Linked DNA regions of Gossypium hirsutum: region 1 is linked to region 2. The links are chromatin contacts, called in public Hi-C maps. All regions are on one chromosome and are shown on one strand. The core of a region is the stretch at or near the end of the contact, and the rest is flanking DNA. Distances in the headings are between cores, read along the strand shown.

Region 1 (7,211 bases), core at 950-3,449, 170 kb before region 2:
GACCGGATTTCCAGTCATATCTGTGACATAGAAGGTGTCCTTGGCCTTACCACCTTTCGTCGAGATTAATGCTCTCTTGATACACAAGCTGTTTTCCCGGAAAATCCGGGTAATATCGGACAGTAGTCCAAGCCTGTCTTCTGTGCACAATTCTAGCTCCAGCCCCTGTACCATGAAATGTTGCAGGGTATAACATCAAGGACACTATGTTCAGATTGTCATAATCAAAAGTTTCTTCTTGTGTAAGGTGACAGGGAGATGGTTTCCTATACCTCAGATGCTCTCCTCTCGATGGCTGCTTCAAGACATTGTATAACACGGACACACTCTGCTTCTGAACTGATCGGGAGCCCGTCTACATGTCGGATATAAAATTCCTACAAAGACAAAAAAGCTGATGCCATTAACACTGTCGAATCTACAATTCTAAGCATATCAACTTGTGCTCAACTGAGTAGAATTCCAACACAAAATGGATTACAATGTCAGCTTCATCTTACACCAATTGCTTCAATATTGCATCAGCAAGTTGATCAATATATATATATATCAGTGGCTGATAGGACTGCCATCACATTAAAATGGTAAAAGAACTATCTCACCTGATTAGCGTCCATCCTCGTTGTGTTGACCATTCCATGAAAAACAACATATTGCATATCTGTAAGAGTGCAGATAATATCAAACAGTAGTTTTGGCCTATCTTTTGCCCTCATGGTAATAACAGTGTAATCTTTCTCAATATTCAACAGATTAACTTGGGGTCTCGAGCTCCTCTCTTCGACTGCCCTGACTCCAGTTTTTTCCACCCTTTCGTAGTCCCTATCTGCAAACATGATTTGATGCAACCTTCGCTCCCTATGCATGACACCGGGAGCTGAAAGCATTGTTTTTGCTGTTTTCAAGTCATCATTTCCTTTGAGAACATTGCAAAGCAAGTCCTTTATCATCAAGAGACGTTTTGGGTCGGTGATTGCGCAGCCTGTCGAATCATCTGTCACATGAACTACAGCTGCAGCACGGGTGTTATGGGTCCAAATCTCGGCATTTACAACGTTGCAACGCAGGTCCGCCAGGACTGCACATACTTCAGATAATAAACCAGGCCTATCAGTCCCTGCAAGTTCAATTGATGTATGCTCTTCTGATGGCATTACACCTACGGAGCCTCTCCGTGATGGTACAAAGCCCGCACTAGTTTCGATTCTCTGTAAAAAATTAAAATTTAAGGTGAAAAATAGTTAAAAATCTGTAAGGCCAAAAGAGTAACATGAGGTAGGTTCTTATTTCTTACCCTTTGAATATAGTCAATAATTTCTTTATCTCTGATTTTGTTGCCATCATTGTCAACAACATTGAAAACTGAAACATGAGCAACAATACTAAAAGAAATCAGTGTATGTTGAGTATAAATTGAAGAGTGTTTTTAAGGGAAAAGTTTTACCATCCATAAACCATCCTCCATCAGATGCTATGTATGCTTTTCTTATTGTAAGATTCATATCAGTAAGCACTTGAACTACTTCCAGGAGAATCCCATGTTTGTTGACACTGTCAACCTGAAGAGAAAGTTCCCCAATATCCAAATATAAGGAACTGGTTACCCACATATCATAATTCAAGCTAATTAAGCTTTTTACCTGGATAACTGTGGCATCCTCACAAGCATTATTGTCAATCACCACTCTGCAACAACAAAAACCATACATCTCAAATTAAAAGCAATAAAGAGACAAGAATACGACATGCCAAATTTGCTTCAGTTTTTTATGAAAAAATATATGAACAAACTCTAATCTTCTTCAATTTCTTCATCCAAAACAGCAGGGGGGGAAAAGAACTCAAAAAATCTAACCAATAAATTCAAACGAAAATCTCTCAAAGAAAAAAAGGAGAAAAAATTACCTGGGTTGGTTTACCCTTCTGATAAGCTTAGCATATTCATCATCCATTTCTCAAGAAAAAAGAAAACCAAATTTCTCCAAGCTGAAAAACCACAAGCACCAAAGAAGAAAACCAAACTTTTTCAAAAAAGAAATTGATTAGCTCAGAAATCCCAGAACTCAGAATTTCCAAAAGGGCAACTTTTATTATTCTTTTTGTATGATACTGTACAAAATTGAAAATAAATAAAAATAAAAATAGGTCTTCCGAAACCAATATTCAAGGAAAGCACGAGTTAGGAAAATAAAAATAGTAGGACTACATAATAATTGAAAGCTTAAAAATAAATTAGAAGAAGAGTGTCCGAAAATGTAATATATTGGGGACGTGTAAATAAATGATTGGTTGGAAAGTCGTTATTGCTGCCCGTGGTCAGGCTCGTGCGTGTTGACGAATGTTGTACTTTTGACCTTTTTTATTTATCTAGTATTTAACTGTGGTGATCACAATAGGGAGTGTGACAAGCAGGTGGTGATTACAGTTTGGTCGGAGATTTTTTTCCCGTGTTTTCGGCGGCATTTTCTTCTTCATCTTCATATTATTTTATATTAGTCTCAGTGTTTTAAGCAACCTTTGTTTTCTCTATTTTGGTAGTGATGTTATTTATATTAATGTATTAATAATATAAAGAGCTTCAAAAATTTCAAAATCAATATTTTTACAGCATCCTTTTTTATAATTTTCATTTTTCTTTAAAATTTTCATTTTAAATTATACCATAAGATTTGACATCTTATTTAATAATTAAATTAATAATTTTAATAACGTAAACATCTTATTGATATAACTTTGATAGTTTAGGGATATAACTAGAATATTTTAAAATTTGAAAATCACTTTAAAATACAAGTTATAATTTAGAGATGTATAATGCAATTAACTTCTAAAAATATGCTTATAATATATATATATTAGAAGCAAAATAAAAGAAAAAATTAAAACAAAAGACCATTAAATATTACTAAAACAAAATTTTTCCAATTTTTTATTATTTTGATTAAATTTATCCTTAGATTATAACAAATGCATTTTTAGTAAAAAAAAATGTGTTGTTTTTCATTTTTTCTCTCTCACTTTGATGAAAAGAGAACCTTTAGTATGTTATTATATGTTATTATCTTCTTCAATTTTAATTTATTTATTTTAGGAAAAAATATGAAATTAATTTATTACATAAATGTATTTATTAATAAAATAAAATATTATAACTTTCAACTTTCATCAATAAAAAGATAAATTTTATATTAATTGAGTTTTAACTCGATTGACATTGCTATTGTTGTCAACACAGGAGGATGTGGGTTCGAATGCGATGAAACACATTATCCTCTTATTTATGGGCTGGGGAGGGGTTATAGCATATTTATTATATGCTTTTATGCAATCTTATATTCCACCAACCAAACAACATAACTTATATTCCAACCAAATAAACTTAATAAGATAATTTGTCCATTCATCTTAAATTTTGATAATTTTAAGATAAACTAAACCATTGGTCACTAAACTATGTATAAGTTTTCATTTTGGCCACTAAACTAAAAGAAATTATAATTTGATCATTGAATTATTCAAAAGTTTTCATTAAAGTCATCAGACTGTTAAAATTGATATTATATGGCTTTCTCTATTTGCATTGTTTGCACCAATCGAAAACTTTCTTTCCCATTTTCTTCTATAGCTCAGTTCTTTTTCATGAAACAACTTTAGACGTCACTCATCTGCGAACCAAATTTCAAACAAGTCTTTTCTCAATCTCCAACATTGACCGTTAGATCGACTTGGATCTAATGTATGTTCTTCTACTTGTCAATGGGTACTGATTCACTGTACCGGTCATTGAATTGTCACTTGGAACTCGCTAGCGAAACTCTTTCCTTAAAGAACTTAATTACCCAGTGACTTAGATAAATATTTTTTTGACTAGTTCAATGAATTAAATGAAATCTTTTGAATAGTTCAATGATCAATTTGTAATTTTTAATTGAGTAACCAAAACAAAAACTCAGAACAAAATTTAGCAACTAATGGTGTAATTTACCCATTATTTCATTATTAATAGTTAACCAAGCTCCATAGTTATCTTTAGGATACTCATTAAAAATGAATGAAAAATGCAGAGAAAATAGTAAATTTTAGTCAATGCATGTTGAAAATTCGTAGCCCACTTTAAATCAGATTTGTCTAGGAAATAAGAGAGTGGCTCCTTGGCATTACCTAAACCTAAAGGATGCCTAACCATCTACCTCGCTTGTTCGCGGCTTTTGGATTATTTAATTTAATTTAATGTGCTGTTTTGAAAAGTCTGTGATGATTCTGATTTTGATTTTTGTAAATAATTGCGAGGACCGAGCATAGTTGCAACCAACATCAATAAAATATTCTCATATTTTAGCTATTTGAAGCGCCAAGAGGCAATAATTTTTATAACAATTTGGGCCATTTGCCAAGTGGACATATAATTTATAAAGTTAGGCAAGGAAAATTCTCTCTTTTGCCATGCATTCACACTTAGCAGAGATCTTCTTTAGAAAAAACATAGGAATGAAAAATTTATTCTTTAATATTTTAGTTTAGTTTTTATTTTTCTTAAAATTAAATTCGACAATTAATTTTAAAAAAAAATTGAATTTGATCATTAACCTTTCAAAAAGAGTTAAATTTTTATTCTTTTAATGAGAATTCTAATTTAAATGTTAAATTTCAAATACGAAAACCTCTAAAGGTCTTTTTTTATTTTATGAAAATTTTAGGTATTTTGGATTTTTTATTTTCTCCAAAATTTCAATTATTTGTTGGCGTGACATATAAGATAAATAGTGTCACGTCATCATGAAGTGCACGTGGACTACCACTCAGGTTGCCACGCAACATCGTTAAAAAGATTAATCTTTTAGTCAGCATTTATGTAAAAAAATTATTTGACTCTTTTTGAAAAGTTAACAGTTAAATATAGTTAAAAATAAAGGTTAAACTGACAAAAAATTTAAATATTGAAAGTTAAATTTATCTTTATGCTAAAAATACAATTTATCTCAAGAATAATGTCTAAAAGGTTTAATTATTAAAAAGGACCAAAAGTAAGGTTTAAACATATAATTATGTTTAATAATAAAAAAACTCTAAATCTTCGTTAATCTAGCCAGAGATTTAACCCACAGTAAAAAAGGGCATCAGCCATATTTCTTCTATGTGTGAATTTCGAAAGTAGTTATTGGAATATACAATCTATAATTGTAAGAATGTTTGAGCAGTGCCAGAAGTAGAGCCACGGCTGACGCCAACTGTTTTCAGGGAAAAGAAAATTGAATCAAATTACAAGTAAATAAAAGAAAATCACAAAACAATTAATAAAGATAAAATTAAATTAAATTAAATAGCAAAGAATTATTTCACAAAAACTCATTTAGGCAGCAGTCCTGAGCAAGGGTGTTAAAAACTTGTAAAGCATATGTTTATGAAAGTATACACAATCGTTATCAAGTAAAAAATAAGTATAAGAGTTATCGTTTCCACAGAGATTGCATTTGTTAATCAAGTAATTGCAAAATTAAAGATTACAAATTGGTAAGAAAACACAAAAATTTTAGTGTGATGGATGAAATTAATATTAACTAAATGCAAATGAATTAATCTAAATGCAATGAATGAAATGAGATGGTTTAGCAGCAAATTCACAAGTTTAACAACAATAACATGAATAAGCTAGAATGATTACAATATTTAACTCAATTCATCTTTTATCATGTTTAACAATGTTCTAGAAAATATTCCATGGCAACTCGATCTTTCATTAATTTGAAACCTAATATAGGCTCTTTTGAATTTTTTTACTTAGAAAAACATGCATATTATCATGACCATATTTAACTAAGGGTTTCTTAGAATTTATGTGAAGTATCAGGGACGGATCAGGTTTGAAACAATTTAATTACACAAATCTAAAAGTTATGTAAGTTAATAGAGCTCTCCCGAGTTATTACAAACCTTTAATTTAATCGAATCAGGATTTAAATTAAGAATGCACCTTTCAATTATTGTGTCCATTAATCGCTATCTAGTCAGGATTGATCAACTAATTCTAATGCATTCAATCACATTTTAATGAATGAAATACATACATGATTTTAATTGAAAGCATGAAAGATTGAGACACAGAACATCATAAACATGAATCAAATGAATTGTATCAAATTTATGTAATCATTCTAACCAAACAAAATTAAGCTATCACTGTTAATGGAAAATCATCAAAACAAATTGCAAACATGTTGAATGAAAAAATCAGATTAAGGAAGAAGAAACTATTGAAGATTTGACAGTTCCTTGAAGACCGATCGTGGTGGCTTCCTCCGATTCTTGTGATTGCAAAATGCTTCTCAAGGTGGCCGTCCTAGAGAGGTTTTCCTTAAGGGAAAATGCTAGCTAAAAGGACAAAGGGAAGTGGGAAGGCTTATGCGTGGAAAGAATGGAAGAAAGATGAGAGGAACGTGTGTTACTAGATTAGTGAGTGATGAGGGATGATTTAAATGGGAAGTGAGGGTTAGTATTTATAGTAGAGGAATGTCATAGAAGTTTGCTAAAAATAGCTTGAAGGATCCCTTGGTTCTCTCCTTTGCTTGGCCGGCCTTGAAATGTGGAAAATGAAGTTGATGGTTGCTTGATTCATATTTGATTTCATGCATGAACCATGTAAGGGATTGGACGGTTACTTGGGTATTAATTGGGAGTTGATTTCTGATTCTTTCCCAAGTACAAGGACCTCCAAATAAATCTTCCAAAAGTTTATTTTGGGCTGCTGATATGCCTTTGCCAAATTTGGGCCATTCTCCCCTTTGTTGGACGATTTTTGACACCCAATTCATAGCAGACTTAATCCTTTTAAACAACCATCTTCCAAGTTGGGTTGCATGGAATTCTTATGTCCAATTTAATGAGCTTTCCGGCCACATGATGTACAATTTAACTTATGCTCATTTGTGATATGTTCAGCTCCCATGCTTTATTAATTCAATGGTCCAGCTGCAACATTTTGAGTAAAAATTAACGTCTAACATAAAATAATAAAATTATGCAAAATTAATACTTATTTCTATAAAATTGCAAACTTCACTTAATTTATGTCTAATGTCTTAATATGAATGAAAATAACCCAATTAGATATTAAATACCCGAGATTAATAGAAATTCTAAGTAAAAAGGTGATATAAACAACTGAAAAAAAATCTATGTAATTTAGAGTTTACTCCTTCCTCACAAACAATTCT
Region 2 (7,565 bases), core at 2,671-5,170:
GAGAGCATGCATTTATTTGAGTTCACGTTGTTATTGTTGTGATGGGTTTTATGGATGGAATGGTGCATGGTATGTCCATAATAAGTAATCTTGATTGATACCCAACACCCGTGACACTATTCACTGCACTTTCTTTCTTTTGATGCTTCCAGAAACGAGGCATGCAACCTTCCCTTTTATGTTCTTAATATTCATTCATCTTTCACCTTGTGTTTATTTTATTTAATGCCCATATTTTCTTTGAGTGAATCAAGTCAACGAGAAGTCTTCTCGTAAGAAATTAACAATATTCTTGTAAGATTATTATTATTTTTATATGTTTTAGTCCAAAATCAGTTATAAACTAATTATAATTGATAATTTTTAGGTAGTCACATAACAGTTTATTTTTGGTTAAGAGAAAAATAACTTCTTTACTTATTTTGAAAATGTCACGAACTTTTATTAATTTTTAAATTTTTAATTTTAAATTTGTGTCTAACTATTTTAACACATGTATTAAATAAGTTTTTTTTTCTTATATTACACTAATAATAAAAAACGATCATAACATAGTAGAATCCAAATTGGTTAATATAAAAGCTGATCCAAGAGAAAATTAGAACATTAGAGTGTATTAGTTTGGATAGTATATTGTAATGTTTGATTTAATTGTAATTGTTTGTATTGTATCAATTGTAAATTTAACTTGTGAGTATATTTTTAAGACTCTAAAACATCAGAGAATATTAAAATGTAAGAGCTGAGCTTATAAGTTTCTCTAACAAGTACTTACCATGTTAGGACTAACATAAACATGGATTTTGCAAAGATTTAACTAATGTCACTGAGGATTTACACAACTGATTGACAGTGATGGCTACAATGAAACTTACAAGGACTGAAAACCATGCTTTATGCTGTGGAACAACGAAATCTAAGCCTGAACATGCTGAAACAGATGTGTAAATGGTGAATTAACACCAACCCAAATTTAAGTGTTGTTTTGAGTATAAGCAAATAATCCATTTCCAGTCATTTGGAACACAGTTCTACTCAAATTAGCATCCCCACCAACACATCCTGTTTTTTGTTAACTGAATCTGACACCTTAAAGAAACATTAAGTGAAACAATTAAAAGAGGATGAGATGCTGTATGAATAAAAGGGCCTTTTGGATCCTTTTAGTCTAAAACAAGGAGGGTGAGCAAAATAATACTTGCAACTAAATAGTCAACTTGAAAGGCTGCTACTAGGAGTAACAGCAACAATGAATGCAGTACAGCAAAAACAACAGGCAGATACTGTACTAAAAAACAGAATATGAGGTTAAAAACTTCAGTGCCAAATACAGAAATGGTGGATGACAAAGTCAACCTGAACTGTCAATTTCAACACCCCAAGTCCAAAACTGCAAGGACCACATTGATTTTATCTCATAGATATTGATTTCTTAGCACTATTTTAGTGGATATTTGTTCCATAAAACTTTCAGAAAGTATTTTATGGAAAATATATATACATATATCAGATTTGTCAACTTAACTTTTGTGCTTGAGTCCATTAAATTTCACAATGAAGCATAAATAATTGTTATAGTATTAGAATATTCATAATAAATCTTCATTGCTAGGAAAATGGTAATGGGAAGAATATTAAAACCACCATAGCAGTGAACACAAACCTAATTGGAACTTTGCTACTAATCGAACACTTGATTGTGATGAAATAACAAGATTTTAAAACAAAATTCTAAAACTGCTAATGGCCTTGCTCAAGATCAAACAGAGAAAAAGGATAAGCAGTTAATGAACTAGCTAAAGTAGCCTTATATTCATGCAGCGGTGGATACAAATTCCATAAAAAGAAAATTAATCCTAGTGATGAAAATTTAGGAATAATAAAGTGAGAAAATATATGGGGTTTTTATATCAGAGTTTTCCAAACAAGATAAGATGAGGGAAAAGGAAAGGAGAAACTATGAGTGTTAGGCAGAGGTATTCAACAATTGGCCATTTGTGTGCAAACAATATATTCTTTTGGAGTAATTCTTAGTTGATCCAAGATGAAATGGACATGTATGACTGTAAATTTCTATGTTTAATTTTTCACAAACAAATCCATTGCCACTCCGTCCAGACCTAGAGAAGAAGAAGAAGTAGAAGAAGAAGAAGAAGAAGTAATTAAATCTTCCTTACAACACAATCAACAAACCTTTGAATCAAGAAACAAGTTAAGCCCAAAACCAAGCTACTAGGCTGTGCAAAGCTCCACCTGCACATTCCACACCAGAAAAGAAAAAAAGAAAGAGAAGATTAATAATTCTCTGAAGAGGTTTGAGGATGCAAGCTCAATAGATGCAAGAAACAAGAAAAGCACCTGTGTAATGGAAACTTGGGTGATGCAGTGCAGAGAGAAGGGGGCAAAACTAAAGTCCATTCTGTCCCTGTAGAATTCTGAGAGGCTAAGTACACATTTTTCTCACTCTTTTTTTCTTCTTTTTCTTTTTTTTTTTTCAATTATACAATACTGAAACCATTACAAGAAAGAAAGTCATCCTCTCTTAGGAATGCTAGTATGTACCCAAAGTTTATAACTTTAGTGGCCTGATCCTTGGGAATCATCCTTAGCAGGGGGATTTTGCTGATTCTGCTTTTGCTGGAGCACCCTAGCCTGCCCCATTTGTTGATAAATTTGGCTTAAGGCTTGATGATTTAGAACCCCAATATGACCATCTTGAGACAACCCAAGTTCCAAACCAGGGAGTTGCTGGTTAGCCGCACCTAAGATTGAGGTGAAGCTCATCTGACCAATATTAGTAGCTGGCAAATCAAAACCAGGAATCCCGATTTTTTGCAGATAAATAGAACTTTCAGTGCCTAAATTGGTTGTAGATGGACCAGATGATGTCTGAAACCCATAACCACTGACTGAGGGCCATAACCCTGTTGCTACATGATGGGGTCTCCCCAAATTGTTGGCACCAACCGTTGCCCAACTGGTCCTACTGCTTCCAGACCCTATACTGGACCCCTCTAAGTCTTCCATCTTTTGGTGCAATCCAGCTGACAGAGAGGCCCCCTGATGAGAAACTGAGCCTCCAGCTGCTGCCAAAGCTGAAGCTGGTATGGTTCCGCTCCCCGTGGCGGCTATTATTGATGGTTCAGCTTGTTGTAACAGCCACTGTATGGTTTCCCCATCAGATTTGTGTCCCAATTCTCTGGTCAACTGAAAGATTCTAGCTGCACATAAAGCAGGCATCCTTATTCTTCTACCTCTCCCTTCAACTTTAGTGTGCCTGTCTTTGTTAGAACTTCTCTTTGGAGCCAACTGTTGTTTCTTCCCTTCTTCTTTACTTGCAACAATCCGGAAACCCTTGCTTTCACCTGCTTTGTTCTCTCCCATGCTTTGATGAGGCTGTTGTTGGGGTTGTGGTGGCAAGCTCAAGAAGTTGGATACTTCAGCTGGTGGCTGCTTGGAGCCTTTGGGATCCATGAACAGGTAAAGGGGTGGTAAGGTGGGGGCAAAGCAAATTAAAGCCAAAAAAACTAAGTTTCTTAGATTGAAGAAGGTTACCTGAAAAGTCCTCCACTTTCATGAGTTTTTCACTGTTTTTGGCAAGGAATGTGAAAGACAAACTAGTAATATAATATTGAAATCCCAAAGCACACCCCCAAAATGTCAAAAATTTTATCTTGGTTTTACAACATGTCTTCCTACTTTCTCTCACTGTCCTTTCTTACTCTTTTTCTTACAGTAGTGAACGGGTTTTGACTAATACTTCTGATACGATAGTAACTTTAACTGCCCATTTCCATGATTGATGGCTGATTCTCTTAGCGTTCTCTTCACTTCGCCTTTACCTTTTACTTGCTACAATATTATTTCGGCAGGCATCATACTAATGGTTCCATCTCTTGTAAGAGATTTGATAACACTCTAGAATAATGTATTTTTATATCTTAATTATGTATTTATTCTGAGTATGATCCTGTTAATTTAAATTATTTATAATCTTTTATCTTATAGGGGCTAAATTTGAGGCAAAAGCAAAATTAAGGGCCAAAAGCCTGAATTTAGAAATAAAATGGGCCAATGTGCGACACAAGGAAAAGTTGATGCCAAAAGTGCAAGTATGGAGAACACAAGGGTTGAAATGCAAAAAGAAGAGATTTTATTCTATTAAACTCTATTTTAATTATATTAGGATAATTAATATTAAGATAATTATTAAGAATTATTTTTAAGATTTTATTTTATTTATTTTTATTTATCTTCAATTAAATGTATTTATCTTTTAGGAATTTAAATAGGTATCTCCCCTAGCACTATAAATAGGGGATGAAATAACTCAAAAGAGGAGGATCCTTTTCTGTAAACACTCTTTCTCCAAAAGTCTAGGCTTTTGTTCTTCTCATATTTCCTTTCAATAAAATCTCTATTTTTATTTTATTTATTTTCTTTTCTACCACAACCATGAGCCACTAAACCCATCTAGCCAAAGGTTGTCGAAAATCTCCAAAAGGGTTCATGAGGCTTAGAATCTGTACTTAGCCTTCTCAACGAGTATTCATCGTTTCTTCGCACTACGGGGCTGACGCTTCCATCCATATCCCTTAAGAAGTAAGCTTTTCAACGTATGCAAAGGCGACCGCTTCGTATGTTTTGGGAAGGTTGCACAGTCGGTTCGTTAGCTTACTGCGTCAGAGGTTGGCGAGCCCAAGAGACAAAATGGCGTGGGATTCGCCATTGAGAAGCGTTGATCTAGCATAAGATGATCTCATAGAAGCTATTGTTGGCTAGAGTCAGGTTCCACCAAATCGTAAGTCTAAATCCTTGGAGCTGGTGGTCGAGGCATCCTCTTCCACTATAACTGGCTTATTTGGTTTGGGAAGGATCATCTAAAAGTCGAGGATTGAACCCAAGGCGAAATGAGATAACTGGAGGCTAGAATCTCCCATAAGAATTTTCTTTCTCTCAACTCTATTTTTCTCGAATTTTTGATTCAATATTCCTAATTCTGTTTTTATTTTATTTTTCGTTTCCAGATCCAAACCTTTAATTCTTCTATTTTTTTTATTTTTTTCAGGAACGCAGGTTTTCTTAGGCAAGATTCTGCCTAGGATTTCACAGAACAAGATATTGTGCAAATCCAGTCCTTGAGGATTTGACCCTACTTCCCTTTTACTATTATTTTTCATTATTTATTACGAATAGGATATTTTTTGTGCTTTCAATGACCGCATTAAATTTTGGCATCGTTGCCGGGGATTGGCAACGTACTAATCTTGTTTTTTTGTTTCTTATGACCAGATCTGCTCCAGGTACTCTTTCGTTCGATTCAAAAATTGAGAAGACTGCTAGAGCTAATCGCAAGGAGACAAAGTTACAGAAAAAGCAGTCAGCGATGGTTGGAACTCAAAGTAACCCACCGCCAGAAATCAAAGTCGACGACGAAGCTGAGTCTAGGGTTAATGAAAACCTTACTCGAACACTTGAAAGTGAAAAAGTAGAAGTCGACTCACCAGAAGAAGTGCTTAACGCTAGGGTTAACAAAATCTCGAATCTAGCACACGGCTCAAATGATTCGACAACTGGCCGAAGCTCCAACAGAACAACCACCATTATGCATCGCGTATCCTACTGTGGATACTAATTTTGAGTTGAAGTCAGGTTTAATCCAGTTACTGTCAACTTTTCGCGGGTTACAAAATGAAAATCCCCACAAGCATCTGAAAGAGTTTCATATGGTTTGTCCTAGCATGAAACCTCAAGGGGTAACTGAGGATCAGATTAAATTGCGTGCTTTCCCTTTCTCCCTAGCAAATTCCGCTAAGGAATGGTTATTTAATTTACCCTCTGGATCTATTACAACTTGGGCTAATCTATCTCGTTTGTTTCTGAACAGGTTTTTTTTAGCGTCTCGAGCAGCTGAGCTAAGAAGAGAGATCGTTGAAATAAGGCAAAAAGAAGCTGAGTCCCTTTACGATTATTGGGAGCGGTTTAAGAAGTTATGCGCAAGCTACCCACAACATGGTATAACAGAGCAATCCCTCCTCCAATATTTTTACGAAGGTTTGAAGCCCATAGAGATGAATATGGTAGACGCCGCTAGTGGAGGAGTATTGGTCAACATGACTCCCCAACAAGCGAGAGACTTGATCTCCACGATGGCTGCAAATTCTCAGCAGTTCTGAGCCAATACTGAACCCCCTAGAAGGGCTCACCAACTAAGTAATTCAACCTCAGAGGATAAAGTTGATAAACTTACTAATATGATAGACTCTTTTATTGCAGAAAAAGCGAAGACAGCCTAGTTATGCGAAATATGTGCTACACCTGATCATGCAACTGACGCATGTCCTAGTTTGTATGATGATACCATGGCCCATCTGGATACTATAAGAAGTTTTCCTGGGCCGCCACAAAGGTGATATGACCCCTACGCTAATACCTACAACCCAAGGTGGAAGGACCATCCTAACTTAAGTTATGGGGCCAATTCACGAAATAACCAGCCATACCAAAATCGGTTTCCACAACAGCCTCAAGGTTCAGGTAATTTTCTAGAAACCATGGTCAATAAGTTAGCAGCTAATGTTCTTGATTTTCAATAGCAAATCGAACAACAAACTCTTAATTTCTAAAAAGAGACGAAGGATTTTCAACAAAAAATCGAGGCGTCCATTAGAGAGTTAACCACATCGATCAAGAAATTAACCTCTCAAGGGAAGCTGCCGTCACAAACAGAACCAAACCCTAGACAAAATGTGAATGTAGTGATGTTGCGAAGCGGAAAGGTACTGGAACCAATTCCTGATAGGAGTTTTGGCAAAGAAATCACCCAGGAAAAAATCGAGAAAGATGAACAGGTCTGACCGAAGCCTCCATTGCCTAAAATTCAACCTCTATTTCCAGAACGATTTAACTAGTATCGAAGAGGTAAAGAGGACAAGGAAATCCTTGAAAAATTTAGGAATGTTGAGATCAACATTCCGCTGTTGGACGCCATCAAGCAAATACTGCGGTATGCTAAATTTCTTAAAGAGCTTTGCACCAACAAGCGAAAATTAACAAGTAATGAAAGGGTGAAAGTTGGTGAGAATGTATCTGCAGTGTTACAGCGAAAAATACCGGCAAAATACAAGGATAGGGGCATGTTTGCAATACCATGCAAAATAGGTCATCTGGGAATTAAGAAAGCTATGTGTGATCTAGGGGCTTCTATAAATGTAATGTCGTATTCTATTTATGAATTACTTAACGCGGGTTTTTTGACAAAAACATGTGTCATCATTCAATTGGCGGACAGGTTTGTTGTGCATCTAGAAGGAGTCCTTGAGGATGTTTTGGTAAAAGTTAACGAGCTTCTTTTCCCTGTAGATTTTTATGTGATCAAAATGGAGGAGAATAGCACTCCTAGATCTTCAGATCTCCTACTGGGTCGACCGTTCCTTAGTATAGCTAGTGCTAAAATCGACGTTTGAAGTGGAACTCTCACGATAGATTTTGATGGGGAGATCGTAAAGTTTAATGTCTACGACGCCATTAGCCATCCAAGAGAAATATTGAGCGTAAATCGTATC

The links. Hi-C and Micro-C count contacts between places; a contact is called where the count stands out from the background.
Region 1: a contact with region 2 is called in a Hi-C map of leaf, with 2.2 times the contacts expected there. The contact joins the promoter of LOC121221185 here to the promoter of LOC121221139 in region 2. A contact is called at or near these places in 14 of 34 Hi-C or Micro-C datasets (hypocotyl, leaf and seedling).

What each region holds. Positions count from the first base shown.
Region 1 is chrD09:13,833,882-13,841,092 of Gossypium_hirsutum_v2.1, reverse strand. LOC121221185 (ACT domain-containing protein ACR6) reads right to left here and starts at 2,199. Exons shown (of 7, transcript XM_041101820.1): 1 at 1,906-2,199; 2 at 1,641-1,686; 3 at 1,445-1,559; 4 at 1,295-1,362; 5 at 603-1,208; 6 at 273-377; 7 at 1-165. The coding sequence starts at 1,952.
Region 2 is chrD09:13,664,095-13,671,659 of Gossypium_hirsutum_v2.1, reverse strand. It overlaps LOC121221139 (transcription factor TCP20), which reads right to left and starts at 3,920. Exons shown (of 4, transcript XM_041101688.1): 1 at 3,556-3,920; 2 at 2,359-3,461; 3 at 2,194-2,253; 4 at 729-1,089. The coding sequence starts at 3,577. The coding sequence ends at 2,578.